Linked DNA regions of Sus scrofa: region 2 is linked to region 1. A link is a contact called in public promoter capture Hi-C data. All regions are on one chromosome and are shown on one strand. The core of a region is the stretch at or near the end of the contact, and the rest is flanking DNA. Distances in the headings are between cores, read along the strand shown. Region 1 holds the start of PKN3 (serine/threonine-protein kinase N3). Region 2 holds the start of ENDOG (endonuclease G, mitochondrial).

Region 1 (6,168 bases), core at 1,866-4,365:
GCAAAGAAAATGAAGATTTTCAGGATTTCCTGATGATTGAGACAAGCTCTTCAGGAGATTAATTAATAGCAAATTATTCCAGTTATTTAAAAAGCACGACATCTTGGAGTTTCCATCGTGGCTCAGCAGTCAGTGAACCTGACTAACATCCATAAGGATGCGGGTTCAATCCCTGGCCTTACTCAGCGGGTTAAGGATCTAGCTTTGCTGTGCCTCTGGTGTAGGCTGGCAGCTACAGCTCTGATTGGACCCCTAGCCTGGGAACCTCTATATGCCACAGGTATGGGCCTAGAAAGACAAAACACAACATCGCATTTTGAAGTTTATCCTCTGCCCCAGCAGTAACCTTTTTGTATAGGTGGCTGTACTTAATGAAGACATAAAAGTTTACTTTTTTTTTTTGCTATGCCCATGACATGTGTAAGTTCCTAGGGCAGGGATCAAACCTGAGCCGCTGCAGTGACAGTACTGGGTCCTTAAAACCTGCTGTGCTACCAGAGAAGTCCAAAAAGTTTACTTAGTGGTGACCCTGAGGGAAAAAGGAGTATAGTTTTGTGATTAGAATAAGAATCGGGAGAACTTAATGGAGTTGCCACTGTGGTGCAGTGGTTTAGGAACCCAGCTGCAGGCAGGGACTCATGTTGCTGTGGAGGCTCAGGTTCAATCCCCAGCCTCTTGCAATGGCTTAAAGAATCCAACTTTGCATAGGTTGTAGCTGAAGCTCAAGATTCAATCCCTGGCCCAGGAACTAACATGCCTAGGGTGTGGCCATTAAAAAAAAGACTTTTTAAAGTGGAGGGTGTGTGCCAACCTTATTAGTTGGGGATGTGTACTCAGATATGGTCCAAGTGAGACAAATCTAAAGGTAGATGGATTGATGTTTGCAAAACTGAGAAGGACAAAAATGTGTATACAAGGGTGTAAATGTTTCCTTATGTGTCCTGGGACAGATCCTTTCAGGTTGATTTTGACAGTTTTAACAGCCTGTTAGCCAGAGTTGGTTTGTGCTGTTCACTATCCACTGGACGTTGAACACGAACATGAACTTAAGTTTTCCTTAGAATTAAAATTCCATAAAGTACCATTGCCATCAGACATGTAAGATGCACCTGTCTGGGAGCTCCCTTGTGGCTCAGGGGTAACAAAAACAACTAGTATCCTTGAGGTTGTGGGTTCAATCCCTGGCCTCACTCAGTGGGTTAAGTATCCGAGTTGTGATGAACTGTGGTGTGGGTCGTAGATAAGGCTCAGATCCTGTGTTGCTGTGACTGGTAGGCTGCTAGCTGCAACTCCAATTTGATCTAGGAAGGCTGGGATCATGTGACCCTAAAAAGAAAAAAAGATACAGATCTCTGGTCAGACTCATCCATCAGCCCAGGGTTCTAGGTTTGCCCAGCTCGGGGTTCCTTAGGACAGATGGATGTTTCTGCTTCTGAACTCTTTTTTTCCTTAGTGGCCAGTGAGCCGGTGAAAACACTTCACAGCAGAGTTGAGAAGTCATTGAGCTCTACGTAATTAAGCTTTCTGGTTGTGGGATTGGATAAGTGATCCTCAAGACAGGAAATAGAGGCCCTCCCAAAAGGGGGAACTTTACTCATTAGATTCATGTTCTTAAAATCTTACAACCTACAGTCAGAACCCAAAGATAGTCTTTTTACCACCAAGTTATTTCTTAACATTCAGCTATGGGCAGCTTGGTAACTCCCACTTAAAAGAGCCTACTGTATGCCTGACTAGCTTACTAAGTGTTAAATATCTAGCCTTCAACAACCCTGGTTTGTATGTGTATATAAAAGTGTCACACTTGCCTCTGATTGTAAAATTGTCATGTGCCCCATTGAGCTAACTTGCCTTTGCATTTGTGTGTGCACCGCATATGGAGGTTTCCAGGCTAGGGGTCTAATCGGAGCTGTAGCTGCTGGCCTACGCCAGAGCCACAGCAACACCAGATCCAAGCCATGTCTTTGAACTGCACCAGAGCTCGCGGCAGCTCTGGATCCTTAACCCACTGAGTGAGACCAGGGATGGAACCTGCATCCTCATGGATGCTAGTCAGATTTGTTTTCACTGAGCCACGAAGGGAACTCCTGCTTTTGCATATATTGATGTCTCTTGGTTGACTTCCCATTGCAGGACAACTCCAGGATTGCCCAGGCTTTGCCGATCTCACGTTCCAGTCCACTGTGCAGGAGGTGGTCATGGCAGAACAAAGTGGATCTGCCATGGCTACCTCCTGTAAGAGTGCCGGGGACACCTCTTCCAAGTCAGCAAATAAGCCACCTTCAGTATTTGACCCTTACTCACTTCCAGCCCCTTGGATGAGGCTCCTTCCAGTGAAGTCCTGGCACAACGTGCTGGAAGTAAAGAACCAGGGTCCCCTACATAGGCAACCCATTGCCAGGATGCCTAGTTACTTTTCTGAGATGGCTTTTCCTCAGTGTGTAAAAGTGCCTCCTGTTTACATAGCATAGTCTGAACCACTAAACCGGAAGGCTCCAGTCTAGCCAAGTGATGGGGCAGGAGTCCTGCGAGATTTTTGGGTTTTTTTTTTTTGTCCTTTTAGGGCCACACCTGCGGCATATGGAGGTTTCCAGGCTAGGGGTTGAATCGGAGCTGTAGCCGCCGGATTACACCAGAGGCACAGCAACTCGGGATCCAAGCCACGTCTTCGACCTACACCACAGCTCACGGCAACGCTGGATCCTTAACCCACTGAGCAAGGCCAGGGATCGAACCCACAACCTCATGGTTCCTAGTCGGATTTGTTAACCACTGAGCCACGACGGGAACTCCTGGATTCATTTGTAATTTGGTATAATTTGAGAATTTATTTTCCAACAATTATGTTCTTACAGTGACTATAGACAGGGAGCAACAGGATTAGCCCATTTTACACCAGTGACTGCGGGGTAAAAAAATGACTCGGGGTGGGAGCCAGCGTGCGGTGGGTTCAGAGGAGGAGGAGGCTGACCGGGTCCAGCGTGGACCAGCCACACAGGCACTGCCTGCCCCCAGCTGGCAGGCAGTGCTGTCCCTCCCACCCCCGGGGCCGGCCCCTCTGGGCGCGCGTGGGGCAACTGGAGAACCCCGTCCTGGGAAATAGCCCTTCCTGTCCTTGTATCCCGGGGTCAGTGCCGCACGGAGCGGGAACTGCGGCCGCAGGTGAAGGCCACTGGGCTCCAAATCCCTCCCTCGGGGTCAGGAGTTGGGTCCGGGGCGCGGATCCGGCGCGGCCGAGAGGCGGCGCTCGTCCCAGGTCCCGCGAAGGCCAGCGGACCTCCGGAGGGGGCGCCCGATCCCGCGACTCCGGCGCCGCTTCCCGGGAAGTTTTAAGTTTGAAAGCCCTTGGCGGAGGGGCCGGGGCTTCCGGAACCGGAGTGGTCGAGAGGAGGGGCCGAGCGGCCGCAGCGACGCCATGGAGGAGGGGGCGCCGCCGCAGGTGAACGGCGCCGGGAGAGGACCGGCTGTGGGCGCGGGCCGGGGGGGTGGGGGGAGCCTCATTCACCGCCCCGGGCGCCGCGTGCTCCAGCCGTGTCCCCAGCCCCTCCCTGTGCCCCTTTCCAGCCCCTGCTCTGGGCCCCCCTACACCTTGGCAGGGCAGATCTGAGCACGGGGGTTAAGTCCTACGTGCTTCGTGCCCCCTGGGAACGTCCCCATATCACCTCCGAGTGACTCAGAGCCTCCAGTCAAGCCAGCCCAGGAGCCATTTGAATCTGCAGTCAGGGCCACCAGGGTGGGCCCTAAAGTTTCCCCAGATCGGTTCTTCCAGGTGGGACCGAAAGGCATCCGCTGGAAAAGCAAAAGGGGGGGCCCCAGCGGGCGCCGAGGGACTGGTCCTGGGGGGAGAGGAATGTGTGCGGCAGGCAGAGGGGCCCATCCGGCGTACGAGTGGGGTCCTTCCTAGAACCTGCAAGCCAGGCGGGGAGTGGGGACCGGCGGGGGAGGGGCCTAGCCCGGCGCCCAGGCGGGAACCTTCGGGCACACCGAGGGTTCCAGCCGAAATGGCGAGGAGGAGGCGGGGTTCCTGCCGGAGCTGGCAATAGGTTCGCGGTGGACACAGGGACCAAGGCTGTGTGTCTGTTCTTGGGGAGGGAGAGGTGGAGTTCTAGCCCAGAGCAAACGGGGGTGGGGACGTTGGTGTTCCCGATAGGGCCCAGCCCAGAGGTGTGTGCGCACTTGGCAGGATTCCAGCCCCGAGCAGGCAGGACCCTGGGCTCAGCTAAAGGGTGAGGTGTCCTCAATAAGACTCCTTGAGGGCCCCCACCCCTTGGGCAACTTGCAGGCCTGCGTCTGCCCCCTCCCTCCCCCTTCCTCCGGAGGTCCCTCTGCGTGTTCCAGCAGTGGCTTGTACACATTTTCCGATTTCCTGTTAACCTCCGCCCAGCAGCGGCAGCTGGGTGACTCAGGACCCCGGTGCCGGGCCCCCTGCTCCATGGGATCTTTGTTTGCTCAGGCCCTTGGCTCTGGCCCTCTGGCCTAGGGCCGCCAAAGGATTTCCTGAGGCCCGCCCCTGCCCTCTGACAGGCTGGCCAGTGGGCCAGAGGAGGCCTGGGGTGGGGGGTCCCTGAGGCTGGGGTGGTCACCCCTTCCACTGGGCTCAGGCGATGGAGAGCCGAGAGGTAAGACAGAGGCCCTTGGAGAGTCCTTGAGGTGGGGCGTCCGTCATGGGTTACCCCGGGCTGAGGTTGGCTTTGGCACCGCTTGGTTGGAAGTGGCCTCTGGGAAGGAGGTTTCCTCTTTCTTGCTCCCACCTGGGGTGAAGCATGAAAGAGCCTTCTCCTTCCTGCCAGGAGCTGAGCCGGGAGTGGAGCCCCCCCCATCCCAAGACCTCCTCAGCTCCTCTGTGCCTCTGCTTTGCCGCCTGAGGCTTTGGAACGTCAGGGGAACAGCCCTGGCTTCTACTGCGTGATTTCGGAGGTCCCTGTGCAGTGCCGAGCCTCTTTTCTGACCCCCAGACCTCGGCCTGGATCCTAGACTTAGAGCAGTCTGCTTAAGCGTGGCTGGCAGGGAGAGGCTGGCGCCCACTTTCTCTGTGTAGTGACCTTGGGCAAACTACTTAACCTGTGTCTCAGTTTCTTCATCTGTAAAGTGGGGATAATAACTGCACCTCCCTCATGGGCTTGCTATCAAGACTGACAAGGTAATGTCTGCAAAGCGCTCAGACCAGAATAGCATGTAAACGTTACCAATTCCCCCCCTTCCCCTCTAGTGGCTGAGGACAGGAGCCTGGGCTGGATCAATGGCCTTGGGGTTCCCGTCTGGCTTAGGGATACTGGCTCTAAGGTCAGAGATGCTTCCCAGACCCTGTGTGTCCGTCCTGGCCCCCCACCCCACCCCAGTCTGAGATGGTGGAGGGGGGCACTGGGAGGCCTGACTCCTCTGCCTTTGCACAGCCCGGGGCGGGCCCACGGCCTCCAGAGGACGAGAAAGAGCTGATCCGCCGGGCCATCCAGAAGGAGCTGAAAATCAAGGAGGGTATGGAGAACCTGAGGCGGGTGGCCACAGACCGCCGCCACCTGGGCCACGTGCAGCAGCTGCTGCGCTCCTCCAACCGCCGCCTGGAGCAACTGCACGGGGAACTGCGGGAGCTGCATGCCCGCATCCTGCTGCCCGGCCCTGCTGGTGAGTGACGAGTCTGGGCAGCCTCCTCGGGACAGGAGGCGGCAGGCTGACCCAGCTGCTTGGCCTTGACCCTGAGCACTCTCAGAAGCCTCTTCAGGTAGTCTCTGCCCAGGAAGCCAGGGGGGTCTGGGCGCTGGGTGAAGGCTTCCTGTGCCCCACACTCTGTGCACACAGAACCCGCGGCCTCAGGATCTCGGCCGCTGGCAGAGCAGCCAAGGGCCCGGTACCTGGAGGCTCTACAGAGGCAGCTGCAGGTAGAACTGAAGGTCAAGCAGGGAGCCGAGAACATGACCCACACGTGTGCCAGTGGCACCCCCAAGGTAAGGCCCCTGGCATCTGCTGGGAAGAGATTTGGCCCCCAGAAGATGAGGGAAGGGGGTGATCAGCCCCTATTCTGATAGGGAAATGCAGCCCAGCCATTGACCCTGTAAGGGAGACACTCCCAAATCCAGTCTGACGGGGGAGGAACAGCTCTGAGTCTCAGCTGGGTGGCAAAGGCGTGGCTCGAACTCCTAGTCTAACAGAGGAGGCAAAACGCCAGTCTAA
Region 2 (6,168 bases), core at 1,767-4,266, 85 kb after region 1:
ATTCATTCCTATGGCTACTGGGTCTGGGCCCAGGGCAAGTGAGCCCCGTACAGGGCAAGTGGGACCAGAGGGAGCCTCTCTGGGCCAGGCGGAGCTGAGCTCGATGGCTGGGTGCCATCAGGGCCGGGAGAGCCACGTCTCCCCCAGGCAGGGGAGCTGAAGGAGGTGCTGGCCCTCATGTGGTCACGTGCTTGGGCTGCTCCAGGATCTGGGGCAGGTGTGTCCTGGATAGGAGCAGCTGGCAGTTCCCACTGCTGGGCTGTGGGAAGGGTTGGCTTGTTCCAACCTAGTACCCTCCTCGTTTAAGGAGGCAGGTGGTTTGTGCCTGGAAGGCTGGGTCATGTAGCATGGGGCCTCTTCATCTCAGACTGGCCAGCAGGGGCCCCCAGCCACCCCCCCCCCATGCCTTCCTGAGTCATGGCCAGGATTTGTGGATGGTGGCCAGGAACAGCTTCCCCAGGCAGCTCCTGTCCAAACTGTCTCTTGGATGCTTGTAGGACTTCATGCACTTGCCTTTATGCCTTCTCCTCTTCCAACAAGGTATTTGAGAGATTTTTGCTATTTATTCAGATTCCTAGTTATTTATTGCGATTGGCAAGTGCTCGATTTGATGAAGGGTGGGGCTGGAAGGGTAGAAACAAGTTGGGGTCAGGGTCTTCCACTCTTCCCGCCTCTGGGACCTGCCTGATTTTCCAGGAGGTCCTGGCTGGGAGGACTCTGTGAGAGGACTAGGTGTGAGGGAGACAACAGCTGGGATCCTTGCCAGAGCCCAAGACCCCGGCTCGGGGCAGAGACACGGCTGCCCAGCAGCCTGGCTCACCCTTTTCCCAGAACTTGTTGCTGGTGGTTCAGCCCCAACTTGATCCCTTCACAGCCTGGGGCCCAGCAGACACTGCCCAGGACACCTGATGCATTCCCTCTTGCCCGTCCCTCTGCCTTCCCTCCCGGGGCCCTACTACTTGAATCACTGCATCTAATTTGTCTAAGCGGCAGGACCTGGGTCCCCTGCCCTGTCTTTGATCTTGTGATGAAGGTCAGAAGAGCACAGGGACCATGTCCAGTTTAGGCTGAGCTCCCCAGTGGGATACTGCCCAAGGGAAAAAACTGCCCTTGGCAATTCCCCCTCCCTAGACTCAAGGGAGGTCCCCAGAGAGCCAGAGACCCCCGGGCTTCCTGCTCGGGAAGCTGCCCCCAGGACTTTGGATACTTACAGAATGGCTGTTTGAGTTCAGCTGGTCTCACTCCAAGGGTTAGAATGTTAGTCTGCTTTTGTTTTTTCATTTGTTTTGTTCTTTGAATCAGTGCTGTTGATGACAAGTTGTCTTTAATAAATCATGTGTTCTTTGCAGTGGGCGTTGGTTCTGGGATGGGCTGGAAACCTTTGAGACCTTGGAGCTGGAAAAAACAGTTGAGCAGGGATGACGTCAAGAGGCTTTCAGAGGAGTTCCCATCGTGGCACAGGGGAAACAAATCCGACTAGGAACCATGAGGTTGCGGGTTCAATCCCTGGCCTCGCTCAGTGGGTTAAGGATCCAGCATTGCCGTGAGCTGTGGTGTAGGTTGCAGACGCGGCTCAGATCTGGCGTTGCTGTGGCAGTGGCGCAGGTCAGCGGCAACAGCTCTGACTAGACCCCTAGCCTGGGAACCTCCACATGTCATGGGTGTGGCCCTAAAAAGACAAACAAAAACAAAAAAAGCCTTTAGAGTAGGCAGAAGAAAAGGCTAGGAAATTTTTGTTGGAAGAGCATGAGCCACTCTTCTTTAATAACTGCAGTTTGTAGCTGGGGGAGAGGAGGCTGTACTGGGGCAGAAGGTGTTATGTTGTGATCGTAGCAAGTTACTTATCTGTTAATTTGCCGAAACCTTCGGCATGCGGAAGTTCCTGGGCCAGGGGTTGAACCTGCACTACAGCAGCAATCAAGTCTTTGATAACCCGTAGTCTGGAGAAAATCACTGATAACATGTTAGTCTTCTTCCCAGAGGTAGATTTTTGTGTGTAATTGTCACCTTCCTCATTTTCTTGTGTATTGTCTCACCCCTCAGGTTAGGTGCTGAGCAAGTTGCTGTATGATTTTAAAATATTTTAATGCACTATATACTATTTTAATATGCTAAAAATGTCTGAAACCAGTTCCTATGTCTGACTATTTTGCTTATTCCCCAGCCTCTATTATGAGTAGTACTGTGGGGAGTGTTCATGTTTGAAATCATTGCATTCGAGGTTTATTCCCCCAGCTCAGTCCTCTAAGTGAGTTAGAAGGTATGAACCTTTTTACGGTTTTCATGCAGACTGCCAAGCTGCCTTCCGGAATCCAGCCAGCAGTTTGTAATACCACCTGCATGCATCGCGGTCCTCACGCTGGGTGTTAAAATCTTTGCTGGAGTTCCCGTCGTGGCGCAGCGGTTAACGAATCCGACTAGGAACCATGAGGTTGCGGGTTCGATCCCTGCCCCTGCTCAGTGGGTTAACGATCCGGCGTTGCCGTGAGCTGTGGTGTAGGTTGCAGACGCGGCTCGGATCCCGCGTTGCTGTGGCTCCGGCGTAGGCCAGCGGCTACAGCTCCGATTAGACCCCTAGCCTGGGAACGTCCATATGCCAAGGAAGTGGCCCAAGAAAAATAGCAAAAAGACAAAAAAAAAAAAAAAAAAAAAAATCTTTGCTAATCTCCTAGAAATTTTTTGCCTTATCTTACGATGTAATGGTTAGGAGCATAGACTCCAGTGTCGTTCAGACCTGGAGTCTTGTCCTTGTTCTCCCTCGGCGCTCTTGATTAAATCGAGTCATAATACAGGCAGTGTAGACTAGTGCTTGACAGGTCTCTGGAGCTCTTGAAGTAGGACCTCGGCACTGACGCAGAAGAGGTGGGGCGGGGCGGAGCCAGCCCTGGAGCGGCCAGTCACGAGTCGAAGCGGCGATGCCACGCCCTCTCAGGGCTCCCTCTTAAAAGGGCAAAAGGCACGGGGAGGTCCCGTAGGGCCGCTCCAGACCCCCACTGTTGGAGTCCTTTGCACTTTGGGGCGGGCTTTGAGTGGGCGGGGCCTACGTTCCGCCGTCCAGTGCCTCCACCCGGCGCAGTCCCCGCGGTGGGCCCCGAAGGCCTGCGCGGCTCCTTTAAGAACTCGCGGGTCTGACGCCGGAGGTCGCGGCGTTCTTTCGGAGCTGCGGGCCGAGTGCCCTCCACAGCTCAGGCCAGAATCCACGGCCATGAAGTTACTGCGGGCGGGTTTAACCCTAGCGCTGGGCGCCGGGCTGGGTGCAGCCGCCGAGGGCTGGCGGCGGCAGCGGTGGGACGCACGGGAGGCGCCCGGTTTGCTAAGCCGGCTCCCCGTGCTGCCCGTGGCGGCGGCGGCCGGGCTTCCCGCCGTGCCCGGGGCCCCGGCGGGCGGCGGGCCCGGCGAGCTCGCCAAGTACGGGCTGCCTGGGGTAGCGCAGCTGAAGAGCCGCGAGTCTTATGTGCTGTGTTACGACCCGCGCACCCGCGGCGCCGTGTGGGTGGTCGAGCAGCTGCGGCCCGAGCGGCTCCGAGGCGACGGCGACCGCCGCTCTTGTGACTTCCATGAGGACGACTCAGTGCATGCGTACCACCGCGCCACCAACGCCGACTACCGCGGCAGCGGCTTCGACCGCGGCCACCTCGCCGCCGCCGCCAACCACCGCTGGAGCCAGAGGGCCATGGACGACACCTTCTACCTAAGCAACGTCGCGCCCCAGGTAGCGCCTGGGCCCCTCGCCCCTGCGGCGGAAGGCGAGGCCACCCACTGCGCGCCTTCGAGCCTCAGGCTCTCTGCAAAGCGGGAAAGCTGCCGAGGGTGCGCCTAGGTCAGGCGCCTGGCGAGTCACACCGCGCCGCAGGCGGGAGGGACCGAGGGATGGGGCGCTGAGCATCCACTCTGCACTCTGATCTTAACCCCCGGGGGCCTCCCAGATCTTCAGTTTCCTTGTCTGTAAAATGGGGATAAAACGGTTACTCACCTACCCCTTGCAGTAGCGCTGAGGAACTGAAAACACCATTCAGGTACAGAAAAGTACTGAGCACGCTTCCTGGCCCATGGCAAGCGGTCAGTACCAGCTATCATGAGGAAAGCGAGTCTCAGACACCGAGTGACCGGCCCAGTGTCACATGAGGGAGGAGACCCAGGCAGTCTGTCTAGAGGAACCTGAGCTTTCATCCATTGTCCTATCTGCCTTCCTTCCAGGAGTGACAGCAAAGATCCCTGCAGGCACTGGGTGTTCGTAACAGTCACTGTGCACCCTGGACTAGCTGCCCACCTCTAGCCGTGTTCCCATCCTGGCCTGACACGCATGTGAGGACGGATGTCAGGCTCTGATGAAGCTGTAGGGTCAGCTGTAGCCTCTGACCTGACTTGTGACCTCTCAGGAGCACTGTGCCCTCCCGGTTTGATTAGACACTGTCTGAGGACCAGAGGGTTCAGGTTCTGGAGCAGACTCATGACCTTCCCGGCTGGGCTCTGCCTGTGGATCAGTTGAGGGAAAAGGCAAGGAGAGGTGCCCAGAGAGCTGGTCTTCCCATGAGGCCCTGGGGGCGGGGCCGGCCTATTTCTGGAAGATCTGCCCCTTTCCTTCATATGGCTCTTTGGAGCCAAGAGACATTTGTGAGTCCTGGGATGCTTGTTCGGCCCTTCTAGATGGGGTTATGCTGGCAACCCCTCGAGCTCTACCTGGGCTCCACCCTCATGACCATGTGGCCCAGGTGTCTTTCCATCCATGAATCTGTTTCCTCTGCTTGTCCTCACCTCTCCCCTGCCCCCCCCACCCTGGAATCTTCTGGCTTGGTGCCAATGCCCCACCCTCAGGGCCTGGAGCAGCCCTCTGACAGCCTTGCAAGTGTCCCGGCCAGTCTCACTGAGGCCCACCTCTCCTGCCAGGTGCCACACCTCAACCAGAATGCCTGGAACAACCTGGAAAAGTACAGCCGCAGCCTGACCCGCACCTATCAAAATGTCTATGTCTGCACAGGGCCGCTCTTCCTGCCCAGGTAAGGTTAGACCTGGGGACACCAGCACTGCCCACTCATCCCTTCCTGATGCCCCCAGGCTTTTTATCCACACCACCAGGTCTCGTGGAGTTCCCGCTGTGGCACAGTGAGTTAGGACTGACTGCAGTGGCTTGGGTTGCTGTGGAGGCACAGGTTCAATCCCCAGCCCAGTGCAGGGGGTTAAAGGATCTGTGTTGGGAGTTCCCATTGTCACTCAGCAGGTTCCAAACCGACTAGTATCCATGAAGATGTGGGTTCAATTCCTGGCCTCACTCAGTGGGTTAAGGATCTGGTGTGGCTGTGGCATAGGCCGGCAGCTACAGCTACAAGTTGACCCCTAGCCTGGGAACCTCCATAGGCTGCAGGTGCAGCCCTAAAGAAATCATTTGGCTTCTCAGCATGTCTGCCCCTCCCTGCCTCAGGCCCTCCCAGTTGTACTCCAAGGTCGGAGGCCAAACCCACCTACCCACCTAGACCCCGTGTCCTCTGCCCCTGGGCACCAGGCCCCAAATCTGCCCCTGCTCCTTTCTGGGTCTTCAGTGGTCCCATCCACTCAACTGTGTCCTGCCCAGACTGAAACCCTTGCGAGAGGCGCTCACCTTCACTCTCCTCTGCTTGGAGCAACCCCCCCCCCGCCCCTCGCTTCCCCTGGAGCCCGGCTTTGAACTCCATGTCCCTAACCCTTGTCCCCCCACAGCCCAGCCTCCCCCAGGTAGAAGGGACCAAGCTCCTCTGGGCTCGCTCGGTGACTTTTCTGGCCTGCTGAGGGCTTGGGACCAGTGAGGCGAGAGGTTGTGGCCAAGCAGCTGGCTGTGCCTGGGATGGACTCTGGGCCCTGCCACCTGGTCTCTGGGTGCCCTGGACAGGTGACCTCCACCTTCTCTCCTGTAAGATGGGGATAATGCCTGCTACCTACATAGCAGGTGTTTAAGGGACAAAGTGGGTGTCACCCACTTTAAGGGAGGGAGGATGCCACCTCAGGAAGGCTCACCGTGGGCTTGCTGAGGCGGTGGCTGGGGCACAGATCCTCTTTAATGAGCCAGGGCCTCCCCTGGTCCATGGTCATGGAGCAGACTCTGGGGAGGGTCAGCCTGAAGTTGCCCATCCCACATTCCGGGCACCTGTCATGCCCCAGGCCTCTGCTGGTGCCAGGGATTCAGCCGTCACAGCT

Evidence for each region. Promoter capture Hi-C pulls out the DNA fragments that hold promoters and counts their contacts.
Region 2: a promoter capture Hi-C map of liver shows a contact between it and region 1, with 3 times the contacts expected there. The contact joins the promoter of ENDOG here to the promoter of PKN3 in region 1. A contact is called at or near these places in 2 of 5 promoter capture datasets (fetal liver and liver), 2 of 47 Hi-C or Micro-C datasets (blood and fetal liver) and 1 of 2 datasets of contacts at active chromatin or transcription factors (alveolar macrophages).

Annotation. Positions count from the first base shown.
Region 1 is chr1:269,065,973-269,072,140 of Sscrofa11.1, forward strand. It overlaps PKN3 (serine/threonine-protein kinase N3), which reads left to right and starts at 3,116. Exons shown (of 24, transcript XM_021069726.1): 1 at 3,116-3,439; 2 at 5,394-5,622; 3 at 5,797-5,942. The coding sequence starts at 3,416.
Region 2 is chr1:269,150,939-269,157,106 of Sscrofa11.1, forward strand. It overlaps ENDOG (endonuclease G, mitochondrial), which reads left to right and starts at 3,017. Exons shown (of 3, transcript XM_003122208.4): 1 at 3,017-3,712; 2 at 4,888-4,997. The coding sequence starts at 3,206. It overlaps TBC1D13 (TBC1 domain family member 13), which reads left to right. Exons shown (of 12, transcript XM_021069733.1): 12 at 1-2,118.